Regions from separate parts of the Drosophila melanogaster genome. Here region 1 is linked to region 2. Evidence: chromatin contacts called from public Hi-C data. All regions are on one chromosome and are shown on one strand. The core of a region is the stretch at or near the end of the contact, and the rest is flanking DNA. Distances in the headings are between cores, read along the strand shown. Region 1 holds the start of Mkp3 (Mitogen-activated protein kinase phosphatase 3). Region 2 holds the start of CG3764.

Region 1 (6,970 bases), core at 2,384-4,883, 2.1 Mb before region 2:
AAGCCACCTTGAGTGAAGTGGCCAAAGTGAAATGAGTCAGTGGGCCCGACAAAACCAATCCCAAAAGTGAGTACAACCAACGTCATTCGCATTCTAATTCGGTGAATAGGTAAGTCGTTTGGTCAGGTCGCCGTTTGTTTCGTATCAATCGTAACTTTTGCTCGCGTGGGCGCTCAAAGCCAACAGATTCTTTCACATCTGCCGTCCCGACTCGTCATCCTTTCTTCTTTTTTAGCGTCCGGTGCAGATCTGATTTTTTAGACATTTTTTAGCACTGGAAACAGATACTTCCCAAGAGGATTCACATTCTACAATGACGAATTACTTATCTTCAGATGAGGAGGGATATCAGTTCGTATATGGGATGAATCTTGGATTTCTTGTCAATCTATGCATGCTATTTGATATATAATTATAATTATCAAATAGTATTGTAAAACGAAAAACTTTAATTGCATTGTTGCAGAAATGTTAACTTATATTTATATTTTGTCATAACTTGTTAAATTCGTGTTCATTTATTAATGTCTGTTTTAATCAAAGCTATTATTAAATGATAATTTAATTTTTTATCACCGTTTTTGGCTACCAATTTGAACCAACACTTGTCTGGAACGACGTCATCGGAGTGCCCAGAATCATGGAGATTGGGAACATATGTATATATTGAGATATTGAGAATCTGTGAGATACTTCAGCCTCTTCGCTCTGGTCAAACGTCAAACGCACATTGATCGACGATTGTTGATCGACCATTGTTGATTCTAGAGACCCGTGGCGCCCACCGACATCCGCTGTTCATATGGGCGAGTGATTCACAGAGATCTCGCGGAACGGAACTCTGGGGGCTGGACATGGATATATGGATGTGGGCTGGATTCGAGAACCCAATTGCGAGTGTGAATGCGAGTGTGAGTACACACATTTCAGAACGGGCGAAACGGAAACATGAATGGCAGATAAGCGGACGCGCCAATTCTTAATCCCATTCCAGTTGTTTTAGGTCAGTAAAGCAGAATGCAAAACTAGTGTGGGAGAATGCCGTTGAGCTAACTAACTGCATTTAAGAAATAATTATATTGCTTCAGCTAGTTAATAAACGTCCAAATTATTAGAAGGCAATATTCATCTCGTAGCAATAATTATCCTATACTCATATGAGTTTTGTAACTATGAAAAGGTTTCAGCACAGCGATAACTAATAACTTGCTGGGAAATATCTGTTAGAAAGTATACGCAGTTAATGGTCTTTCTTGATAACAATGAGTGGAAAAATAACACCAGATAATGAATAAAACCCTGCAAAGCTCATATAAGTAGTATCGCACATTGCGAATCACGATGATCCATATTTCCCCCATTTCTCAGAACTTTTCACTCATTCAAGCCGATATGGCTATGACTGATCTATACACGCACCATATAAAAACACTCGGGAAAGCGTCATCATCTTCATATTGATTATACGTGGGGTCTGATAATCAAGGTAAAGGCCGTAGCTTGCGCAATTTAGATTGACAATCGTGAGGTGCAGAAATTTAATTGAATTCTTCACTTTCGACATCAGTTTCCTGCTAAAACACAGATAATGCCCCAAAGTGATTCATTGAGCTATACAAGTGGGTTGGGTATTCCATTTTGGCTGCGAGCAGACTTTGAACTTGTGTCATCGAAGAATGGAGCCCGGAGGACGACCGACCTTGGCTTCTACACTGTCAGAAATACATATATGTATCGCCAAGGTCAGCCCACCAAAGACACTTGGAAGGCGCAATTGAGCAGCCTTTTGAAACAGCTATCCAGGTGCTTACTTCTAATTTCTTCATACTTGAGTGATACACTGACAGTAATTATGTACAACTTTCGATGAATACAAAAATTAATGGTAATATGTGTGTTTACACTTTTGTGTTTACTGAAGCGTAAATAAATAAATGCTTAAATGATTTCATATTATAACAAATATTTCTTAGTATTATATATAAATATATATATATATTTTTTGTGTGTGTTTTTATTATTAAAGAAATCCTTTTGAAGTACGCATGTTTTCTTTGTATTGAGACTGCTGAAAGAAAATGTAATTTATTAAAGAGCCGCTCAATTTTTCCCTGTGCACTCCCTTGCAACATTCCGGCTGGCCTCCCACGCGCCAGGGCCGAAAGCAGAGTAAAGTCCTGGGGAATAACGCCCTTGGAATCTCAGGAGCCGCGTGCCAAGACGAAAGTGAGCAGCGAGAAATGCGTGGGCTGAGCATGGATTTCGTATGGCCGTTTCTTTCCCTCGCCGACTGTCTCCCTCTCTGTCTGCTTGGCTTTCTTTATTGCTCCAACGGTTTTCGCTGCTGCGTGGGACTTTCATTCATGAAAATTGTGCTCGAAAGTCGTTCGTTCGTACATCTGTATATAGTAGCACGTTGTGATGGGCCTTACCTAACGGTATATGGTGTGTATGGGTGTGCGTTTTATGTAAAGCTAGTGCAACGCAGGCGCAGCAGGAAGTTTGTTGTTTGTGGAGAAATTTTTGCACGCGCCGCATATCCTTGAAATTGTCCTTCCATGCGATTTCTGTATGGGTACACACGTATATCCTTGTGTGAGTCTCTTCTTTTTGGGTGTAAATATCAGGGTCATGGTTATAAAATTAAACATTTCATCGAGTCTCCAATATAACTGGCTCTTGGAGGAGCATTTGCGCAGGAGCTTTCGTTAGAGAGTAGACAGCGACTCCATTGATGATTCCGATTCTTCTGGGCTCCGTAATTTCTTATCTGTCTAAATTAGTGGTCCATTAACTTTTGCACTCTAGTGAAGTGAAATGTTAACCGCGCTCTCGCAAAAAGAGAGTAACAATAAAGTAGGTTCCATCGCGAAGGGTAAGGTGGGTGGTGGTGGGAGTAGTGGGAGAGTGAGAGAGAGCTAGTTTGGATGGCGAATTCAATGAATCAACACGAACACACGCATTTTACTTGCCACACGCATACCACAGCACAAAAATATCAATGAACTTTACACAAAACTTTGGGAGCGTATGCAGCGTGGAGAAATAGTCAAAGTGCCAAAAGAGTGCGGGAGAGAAAGGCAGGTGGGAAATTTGAAATACGAACCCAGTTATGAAATAATTATTTAACATACGGGAAAATATGATTATTTAATATATTTAAAAAATTTTATGTAATTTATAGAATTAAAACAAAGTCTTTACTTTATCTAAATTTTATTCAGGAACTCTCTTTGTATTTACTTTTTTCCCCATTTTTTCTCCTTTTTTAACCGAGCAAATTTCCAAGTGGGTCTGTGCCTGTGCACTGGCTCTTGCTCACCTTTTGGAGAGTTGCTCTTCTCTCCGGTTCGCGTACCTGTGTGCGCGGGTGCGTTCTTCCTTTCATTGCGTGTAACGGACTGTTTGTTTCGAAATAGTAATTCCCAAATGTATTTTTTTAAACGAGAAGGCAAAAAGATTCAATATTTTATAAGTTATTTCTTAATACTGCGCCTAACAAATACAATATTGTTATTGGGTTTCGCTCTTCGAATTCCGACGGAGAGAATTGGAGAGTCGGAGAGCAAGTGCAACTGTGTTCGTATTTTTGGAGAGCAACGAGGCTATTTAAGCAACCCACGACGCGCTTATTTTGTTATTGCCCGATTATCTTTTACCCGCGCTGCTTGTGTGTGCTCGCTTTCCATTCGAAAAAAACATCAACTCAAAATATGGATATTTGATAGAAGTAATTACCTATTTGTTTGGGAAATATTCAACGGTTTTTGGATGTTTTAGTTACTCGATGACAGGTTCACCGCACGTTTTTTCATTCGATTCCGAACTGTTGTTGTTGTTTTAGCGAAGCACACCTAAAAAATACAAAACCACTCACACACACGCGAAACATACACACGGTTGTGATTTGGCGCGCTCTTGTGTGCGTGTGTACATACAACAAAAAGCAAAAAGCAACGAATTTCGGTGTGCAAAGAAACATAAATCGGCAAGCGAGGAAATCGGAAAGCCAAGAAACAAAAAAAACAAAACAGTGCAAGTTACAGATTTCCCCAAACGAGATAAAAACAAAAATTCCTTTTTGATTTCCAAGATTTTCATCTGCGCGGGAGTGTGTGTGTGTGTAACAGCAACAAATACCATTGCACGGCCAAGAAAGAAGAAGAGAACCAGCGCGAAGCAGAAGAAGAAAGATGATGTAAACTTTGTTGTAACCAAAAGAAAAAAGAATAACATAAAAAACGAGTGAAGCAGAGAACAGAGCTAAACGGGAAAAATAGTGGCAGTGCTTCGAATTCTTCCAGTCTTTGAGTGATTTTTTGGGAGCTCTTCAAAATGCCAGAAACGGAGCACGAGACCTGCAGCAAGGAGTGGCTGCAGTCCCAGTTGCGATCCCTGGACTCCAAGGACCTGATCCTGTTGGACTGCCGCGGCTCGCACGAGTACAGTGAGTCGCACATCCGCGGAGCCGTCAACCTATGCATACCCAGCATCGTCCTCCGTCGTCTGGCGGTTGGCAAAATCGATCTGGCCTCCACGATCAAGTCGCCCGAGCTGAAGCAACGCATCCAGTCGGGCTACAAGCTATGCTGGTTCATCCTCTACAACGGCGAAGGCGTGCCCGGCCAGAATCAGGAGATCGCCGGAGCCGGATCCCTGGCCGTCGCCATGGACTCCATCATCAGCATCCTGCACCGTCGCCTCAAGCAGGACGGCTGCCGCGTAGTTGCTTTACAAGGTGAGTCATAAGTTCAATACTTTGGGTGCCCCAAAAAATAGAACTACAATATCATAATACAAGTGCGGGAGTTACTAAAACCAACTAAGGTTTATATATACCTCTCAATTCCCACATTTAAACTCACGTAATTAATCTTATAAATATGAATACTATCCATGTTGATTTCATAGAATATGTACATATTTGAAATATTAAAGCTTCAGTAATAGAAATGACTAAGTAAATCATTATAAACATAGTAGAAAACCGAAAAATTTCATCCAAAATTTCCCCCCTTAATCTCGTTTGATTAGAATGTAATAACTAAAGTAGTAATATTAAGATTTACATTGTGATATTCTTGGAATGCAATGAATCAATATTACGAATGGAATTTTTTGTTAGTTTACTACGCACCTGTATCGAGAACGGAACTCTCCATTTGTTGATCATAGCTGTGCTATCGGATTCTTTAAATGCCTGATACTTCCCAACACCGCCCATAAATCAATGCCGCACATTCCTATCCTAGGCCTAAGAATATCATAACTTATTTATACTTCCCCAATGTTGTTTGCGGCATTTTTAGCCCGAAACCCCCAAGGAAGAAACCAAAACAAAACAAAACAGCCGAAAGAATATTAATAATACAAGCAAGCACTGCCTGGCCATAAATAAACATTTGCATGGATTTGTTATTGTTTTTTTTTTTTTTCGTTTTGGCGAAACAAGGCAAGCATTCTGGGGGCGGAGACAAAATGACAAATGCAAAAAAAAAAACTAGCAAAATATAATGTAATCCGCACAGCTGATAAAGCTAGCGCCAGATTAGAATTATATTTAGTCTGACTGATCCTGTCCTCCTCCTCTCGCATTCTGATTATAGACATACACTGCATAGATTTCACCTTTCTGAACTTGTTTTTGGTTGACACGATTTTGTTTGACTTTGATAGAAAATTATAATGGCAGGAATTTGTTAGTTTATATATGCTGTGTCTTTTGTTTCCTTATCACAATTGCATGTAAGCTATATTAAAACTTGCGCAAAATATCAATCCAACCATATCGGCGGATATATATGTATATGTAGTTATACCACCCCGCATGCCCTTCCAATTATGCACTTTATTCTGAAACACTATGCCCCTCCTTGATTGGCCCATATCAATTAAGGAGCGATTTAAATATAAATGTGTTTTCAAAATCGTTTGGTATTTTACAAACACGTTCGGAGATTAAGGAAGTCATAAATAAACATCACTGCTGTCGATGCTTTTGAGGTCTTTCCACTATTGTTGGCTACACATTTTCTTTGTGCTCCCGTATAGATTTGTGTCATTCAGAAAAATGTCACAATTGCTTTTCAGCGACTCCGAGGCTCGACTCCCATGACTCAAAGCCACATAAATTGTCATATATACTATATATGCTATACATATGCTTATTTATGTATGTGCTGCCCTATATGCCTGTGCACATAGTCGAAATATATACATAATTATCTGACGACTGACTATGGCTTCGTTTTTATTTTTATCACTTCAATTTCCGCTCGCTTACAAGTCCCACAGAACCCCGTGATTGTTTGGATGTATGTACATATGTATGTACATATACACACTTTTTTGCCGAACAAGCTTTACGCACGTTCTCCTCTGCCATTCAAATGTTTTCTGTTTCTTTTTTTTTTTTGTGTCTGCCTGCTAATATCGCAAATTGACAATAGAGCGTCAACAAATGGACCGGCTTTTCAGCCTCCCAACTCTCTCACCCCACCACCCATCTCTAAGATACTTTTCTTTTTGTACCGATTTCATTTCGAAAGATAAATAGAACTTGAAAGGCCGTGGAATTAGCATAACATAAGGTGCCATCTCAACTATGACGTCAAGCCGTGGAAAGAGATGGCACTCTATGGTGGGAAAGAGATCGCTGCAACGAAGCATCCTGTGAAAACTACCTGTGCACAGGTAATTAGGAGAATCGGGCCGAAACATTTTACGACCGGCAATACCAGGGAAACACCCAAGAAAGTTGGAACCTCTTGACATTCGCCAGATGAACAAAACGAAGTTTTGGAATGAATAGTAGGCGAAGGTGGAAAGATAACAGCGTGAAAATCCAGTGTCACCTTTTCAGGGATTTCATTGTTTTTCCGGCCTGCTGAAGTGTCCGCTTTGTTCAGTCGTTTTCCTTAATGATCCCGAAATGGTAAATGAATTCTGCGACCTCAGGCAAGAATTTTGA
Region 2 (6,464 bases), core at 2,427-4,926:
TAATACACATTTCGACTTCCACCTTACAACGACAAGAAAGAAACTTACAAAATTAACGTATCTGTCTATTTTCTGATATATTTTGATAAAATTGTAATACAATTTTTGAATAGCATAATTGTATTGTTTTCCACCTCTACTGGTATTTCCTCAAGTGTCATCACTACCTCGCGGCGTTTCGCTGTGAGCGCTTTTTCGGTATTTCGCCACATATACGGTCACACTTCTGCACTGTGGATTTTTCGCAATTTGACTTTAATTTTATTCGATCGGATCGGGCAAAATGTACCGCACTCAGATCTGCAGGCCCTAAGCAGACGCCTAAGGTTCAACTCTACTCCGTTCGCAGCTGCATCCTTTCACCTGCGCAGGTGAAACGCAAGAACGGCAACCAGAGCCCTGGTGAAACAGAGTCGGCGAAGGAGTGTTCAAGAGGGGGGAGGAGCAGTGCGGCGGAAGGCAAAAGTCTTTTAAGGCGAAACAGCGCACAAAAGCCAGGTAACCAAAGATAGAATCTGGAAAATCGGACATTTTCAGCCGGTTGAAAGGGGGAGGCGTAATCCCACATGTGAGTTGGAAGTCACTGGCAGTGGTGGGCTGTGGGTGGTGGTGGTGGCGATGGCGATGGCCTGCCAGCCTGTGCAAACCCTTCCTTCGCCGACCTTGCCCTTCTATCGATTTCCGAAAAATTGCATCAAGCCAGATGCACAGAAAATCACAGCTGAAGGTTAAACTTTTGCATCGGATCAGGGCCAAAACCAAACACCACCACCGACCGATTTCTTTATTCTTTGTTCCTCACGGGGCGCAGACGAATTCAAGAATAAAGAACAGCCAGTCGCCACATATATATGTACTCATGCACATATGTATAATATATATGTGCTTAAAAAGCGACTGGCATACATTATTTCTCGTCATACATATATGTATATGCTCAAAAAACGTAATGGCACTGGGCCATTTACCTTTAGTTTTGCAGGCATGGAAAGTCCCTGTGAATCCGAAAGTTCGCTGGACGGTGGCACCATGCTGCCACCAAGCCCAGTTTCCCGGGAGCAACTCCAGAAGAGGATCGAATCGCTCACCCAGCAGAACAAGTAAGTCAGACACTATTTTTAAAATGCATTTTTACCACAAATAATATGACTCTACGCTTCTAGGGTGCTGAAAGCCGAACTGGATACCTTCAAGACCAAGTGCAAAGTGGTGCAAGAGGAGAATCGCTGCCTCAAGCAAGCCTCAGTCATCATTGTTAGTACTACTTTTATGTTATATCAAATTGAAATTGAGTTTCACAAAAGTTGCCTCAATTTACCTTTGTTTACTTTCACAGCAAGCCAAAGCCGAGCAGGAGGAAGAATACATCTCAAACACGCTGCTAAAAAAGATTCAGGCCCTCAAAAAGGAGAAGGAGACTCTGGCGCACCACTACGAGCGCGAGGAGGAGTGTCTGACCAACGATCTCTCCCGGAAGCTCGACCAGCTGCGTCAGGAGAAGTGCAAGCTGGAGCAGACACTTGAGCAGGAGCAGGAGTGCCTCGTCAACAAGCTTATGCGCAAGATTGAGAAGCTCCAGGCGGAGACGGACAACAAGCAGACCAATCTCGAGCAGCTGCGCCGCGAAATGGTCGAGTTGGAGAACACGCTTGAGCAGGAACAGGAAGCTCTTGTAAACAAGCTGTGGAAGCGCATGGACAAGCTGGAGACCGAGAAGCGTTCGCTGCAAATCAAGCTGGATCAGCCGGTTTCCGATCCGACTACGCCGCGAGACATCACAAACAACGCCCATGCCAATGGTGGCGATACGGCCACCAGTTTGAGTGCTCATATCCAGATTCTGCGCTCCGAAGTGCTTCGCTATCGCTCCGACCTGGCGAGCGCTCAGAAGGAAGCCACTATCAAAACACAGCAGTATGCGCAGGAAGAGAAGTCGATTCGCGAGGAAAACGCTCGCCTTCAGCGCAAGCTAAAGCAGGAGGTGGAGCGCCGCGAAGCCCTATGCCGGCACCTCTCCGAATCGGAATCCTCGCTGGAGATGGACGAGGAACGCTTCTACAACGAGAACCTGATGGGAGGCGGTTCGTTCGCTGTAGCGACGGCAGCAGCCGCCGCCGCAGCTTCAGCGGTGAGCGCCCAACGTCAACGCACCATCAGCAGTCCCGTCTCCCACAGTCCCTCGAGTAGCCGACCTCTAAGTCCGGGCACGGCGGTGCAAAACCGCTGCTATGCCTGCGGCCAGCTAGTGGTGAGTACGATATTGTGAAATGTTGCTTTCCAGATTTGTAAAATTAAAAATTCTTCGTTTCAGAATCGTCGTGCCAGCGAACGCTTCATAAAGCCAGCACTGCCAACGCCCATGCTGGGCCTGAACACTTCCGCACCGAACGTGCTGACCTCAACCAACCCACTGCTGGGCATTTTGGGAACCGGCAGCTCCTCATCGTCCGCGTCCGTATCAGCTGGGAATGCCGCTGGCGGCTTTCTCTCGAATCTGGGAGGCGAACGCCTAAGCCTTGGCTCGTCAAATTCGGCTGGCGGCAGTGCCACCTTCTTGGCCGGCGGTGGAGGTGGAGGTCTGCTGGCCCAGCTCACTAGCCACTCCAGCGCTTCGTCGTCGTCGTCCAATTTGATGAACATCAGCCTGAACAACTCGTCCAGCGGCAATCTTGTTAACAGCAGCAGCAACTCCTCACTGTCGGCGTTTACGCCAACCAATCCGCCCAGCTCGGCGGCCACGGCCTTTATCCAGCCAGCCAGTCCAATGGACACGTCCACCTGCAAGGACTAGGAGGATGCAGTAGCTCTCGCACAGGGATACAGAAAAATCATGACTTATTCACACACTTTCACACGAAAACACACTATATTCATAAACACGCACGCATGCAAGCAACCAGTTTAACGATCCTAAAAACATAAGAAAACACAGAAACAAAAGATGAGAAAGTAACTATCGTAAGCTTCTCCAGGGCGACTCAAAGTCGCCACATTTATATATGGTTAATATGTATATGTATGTTCTATTTGATCAAAATCTCTTAAAACCTTTCAATAACGGAATTCCTAGGCGAACGAATATTTAGCGCTAATGTTTAAGATTTGAATGTTTTTCTAATTTCGCTCGGTTCCAGTTAAAGTTAAGTAAAACACAGCTAATAATGAGATATGGAGGATATAGAGGATGAGAATGAGGATGGACAGCACACGCTAACCAGATCGTATGAATTTATAAAAAGGGTGAATTCTATTCATGTCGAAACCATTTTCCCACAATTCCTTCGCATGTGGGCCTAAAAAATTTTGAAGTATGTTTATGTAAGCCAACAAAAATAAAGTTCAACAATTTAAAATTAAATAAAAATTCGTCCAGAATTTTTTTAAATTAAATTTTGTTTAAATTCGAGGTGCAAGGTTTTCAAAATTGTAGAAAGTACAACTGTAGACACTACAATATATGAATTGTAAACATCATCTGATAGGTTTTTTTAAAATATGTTTTCAGAAATAACATTTTTTTCTTTTGACGAACCACAAGAACAAGAATTTTCGAATTTCCGTTAAATGCACGACAAATGGTGGGGCAACACTTAAAGTATCCCCTAAAACTGCCTTCATACTTCTGCCACTTGGCGTGCACACACTGGCGCGCAGCTGCAGCTAACTTCGCGTTGCAAAATGCTCTTGTGTTGTTTGTGTTTGTGATTGTAAATAAAGGCCAAACAGTCAGCGCGAAGCGTTAAGACCAAAGACTAACCTTTGGGCCAGGCCAAAAAGCGGAGTGTAACACCTCGAGCGAGAGCAAACAAAGCCGCAAAGTGTTCAATTAAAATAAGTGACTTGACTTTGATCTGAGAACCGAGAGAAAGACGGTGAAATAGGTGGGCAGGAAGTGGGAAGTCAATGATAAATGACAACAAAAAAGTGTGTATTGGCCAAAAGAAGCTCGCATTGGTAGCAACGACAGAAAACCATTTACACACACTCAAACAAACAAACACAGATGGTGCTCTTTAAACGCTGCTGCCGCTCTCCCTCTCTTTCACTCACACACATTTAACGACTGCGACGCGTCTCTTGCAAACTTTTTAAAGCGGACGCCAGCGATATTCGGTTCTCATTTCGATGTGGAACGGTAAAGAACCTGTGTCGCTTCCGCAGCCGATTCGCGAAAATAACACAAAAATAGCCATATATTATTTTTGCTCAATCAAATAAATTCCACTGCAAGTGCGTATGTGTGTGTTTGTGTACAGGAAGAGATCAGATAGATCAGAAGCAGTGCAAGAAAGAAAAGTGCAAAGCGAAAGTTTTGGTTTTGATTGTGCAGCATCCGCCATCTCGCTCTGGCAGGCGCGCGTGTAACGGTAGACGTCTCTTTCGCCAACAACAACAGCAACAACCACTCATTCCAAGGAAAGCGAAAAGTGCGCCCTTGTTTGTGTGCGTGCGTGTCTGTGTTTTATTTCCATTTCCACACAAAATCAGAAATAAATTCAATATTCGATCTTCGATTCTGAGATTTCGATTGGCCAGATGTGTTTATTAACAGATTGCGGACATCGTGTCTTATTATGGCCCTATTGAATAAACTCTTCTTTCCGTCGGCAACACCAACAACACCAGCGAATTTAGCGGCAGCGCCCACGCTGACCGCAGCGTCCGCAGCAGCAGCAGCGCTAATTAATAGCCAAACAACAACAGCAACTACAGGAACAGCAACATCAGCTACTACAACAACATTGCCGGCACGTACAGCTCACGCCTCTGCCGGCGTCGCTGCCACGGCCTCTGCTGGCAATAGTTCGTCGTCCGCAAAAGCTACAAAACAAACTTCGCGAAATTATCTAAGGTAAGTGTTTATCTTTTTAACAACAAAACTGCCTAACACCCGGTATTAGTGTATCGATAAAATGCGCGCACAACAAAGGGGGAAAATAGGTGCAGCTGCAAAATCACTCGGAAGCACATACATTCACACAAAGAGAGACGTGCGAAAAGGCGTTCTCATGATGCGTTTCACACTATACATATGTATGTATGTACATACATATACGCCCCGCCCCCTCCACCGGCACTCATGTTCCTCTCTCTTGCACCACCTGCACTTCCTCTTCCTCCTACACCCGTGCTTCGTACGCAAATTGGCAAAGAGTAAAACGAGGACGATAACCCAGCACACAAATTCGGCATGCACTAATCATCGTCACGTACGCCGCTTGCCGCCTTATTCGATAGAATCTGCCAGTCTGGCCAACATGAAAGGACGCAAATCCACAGTGAAATGGCAGTGAAAGCAAAATCTGAGGGGATTACAAAGATGCGTTTGCAGCTGCCTCGAAAACGTAACAAAGGAGGCGCATTATCTTGGTTCCTCTGTTGTTATAGCCACAGTGGGTTCTTCTTAAAGCTACCTGATCTGTTTTTGAAAGAAATTCCTATTTCAGGTGCTTGCAGTTAAGAAGGATTATTCTTCTTTTCTTACATTTTAAAAACTGGTAAAAATTCAGATTTATTAAAGTAAATACATATTTATATTGAGTCGGTTTTGTTGTTTTTAACTAAACAATGTTAATGTAAAATGTTGTAGTTTTCTACTATTTTTTGCGATTTAAATTTATATTTAATAATTTATCACAGGCGAATAATATGGTTCTTGCTGCGCTTCACTGTACTTATATCGATAACGATAGCCTGCATCACAACCAGCTCCACGAAGAAACCAACAACAAGCCCTAAATCACCCAACACCCCCAGCAGTGCATATTGGGTAGTCATGGTGGGTGCATGTGTGCGAGGAGGTGCGTTGATGTTTGGCCATTGCCGTTTCTTTCGCTCGCATGGCTCCAAACCCATCGATCGAGCTGCGCGCGCAAATAACTGTGCCCCACTATGCTCTACCTCTCCCAACGCACTACATGGCTCTCCTCTACGGCCCACAAAGCGATCGGATTGTTCTCGGCTTCATTCGTTATCGCGTCGTGTGCGATGCCCTCTCGTTCGCACTCACGCAGACGTAGGCGTACGTTGGTATACTTTTACGGGTACGTGCCGGGGGAAGGCGGCGGCAACGTCAGGCGCAAATGTAAATAAAAGCGAATCACATGACTTGCTAATCGGCGGTCGCGGCCTGCTCTCGTGATTATTATGTCATACACTTTTTGTTGTTGGCGCGGCGCATTGTTTTTGTTGCCTTTGCGCTTAATTCTCATTTCATTATTATTTATTACACTATTTACTTATGTATGCTGCTGCATACGGCTTACAATGTTTATTTTTGACACTTTTTGCTTAACTTGTGCGTGGGCTCTGATTGTGGCTTTGGTTCCTGTTGCTGTGACTGCGAGTGTGAATGGTACTGTGATTGCGGGATGCTCTGTTAACGGTTAACTGGCGGACACACCCACGTCCGCTTTTCTAGGAACGCAATATTATTGACACCTTTTATACAACTACAATATACA

What was found. A called contact is a pair of places that touch in the nucleus more often than the background predicts.
Region 1: a contact with region 2 is called in a Hi-C map of the S2 cell line, with 7 times the contacts expected there. A contact is called at or near these places in 2 of 107 Hi-C or Micro-C datasets (both in the S2 cell line).

Annotation. Positions count from the first base shown.
Region 1 is chr3L:19,083,089-19,090,058 of dm6, reverse strand. Mkp3 (Mitogen-activated protein kinase phosphatase 3) reads left to right here and starts at 3,633. Exons shown (of 5, transcript NM_001275103.1): 1 at 3,633-4,738. The coding sequence starts at 4,336.
Region 2 is chr3L:17,009,777-17,016,240 of dm6, reverse strand. CG3764 reads left to right here and starts at 3,676. Exons shown (of 7, transcript NM_001275048.1): 1 at 3,676-4,852. The coding sequence starts at 4,575. It overlaps CG6664, which reads left to right and starts at 61. Exons shown (of 5, transcript NM_168710.3): 1 at 61-498; 2 at 983-1,100; 3 at 1,164-1,254; 4 at 1,337-2,248; 5 at 2,312-3,355. The coding sequence starts at 985. The coding sequence ends at 2,791.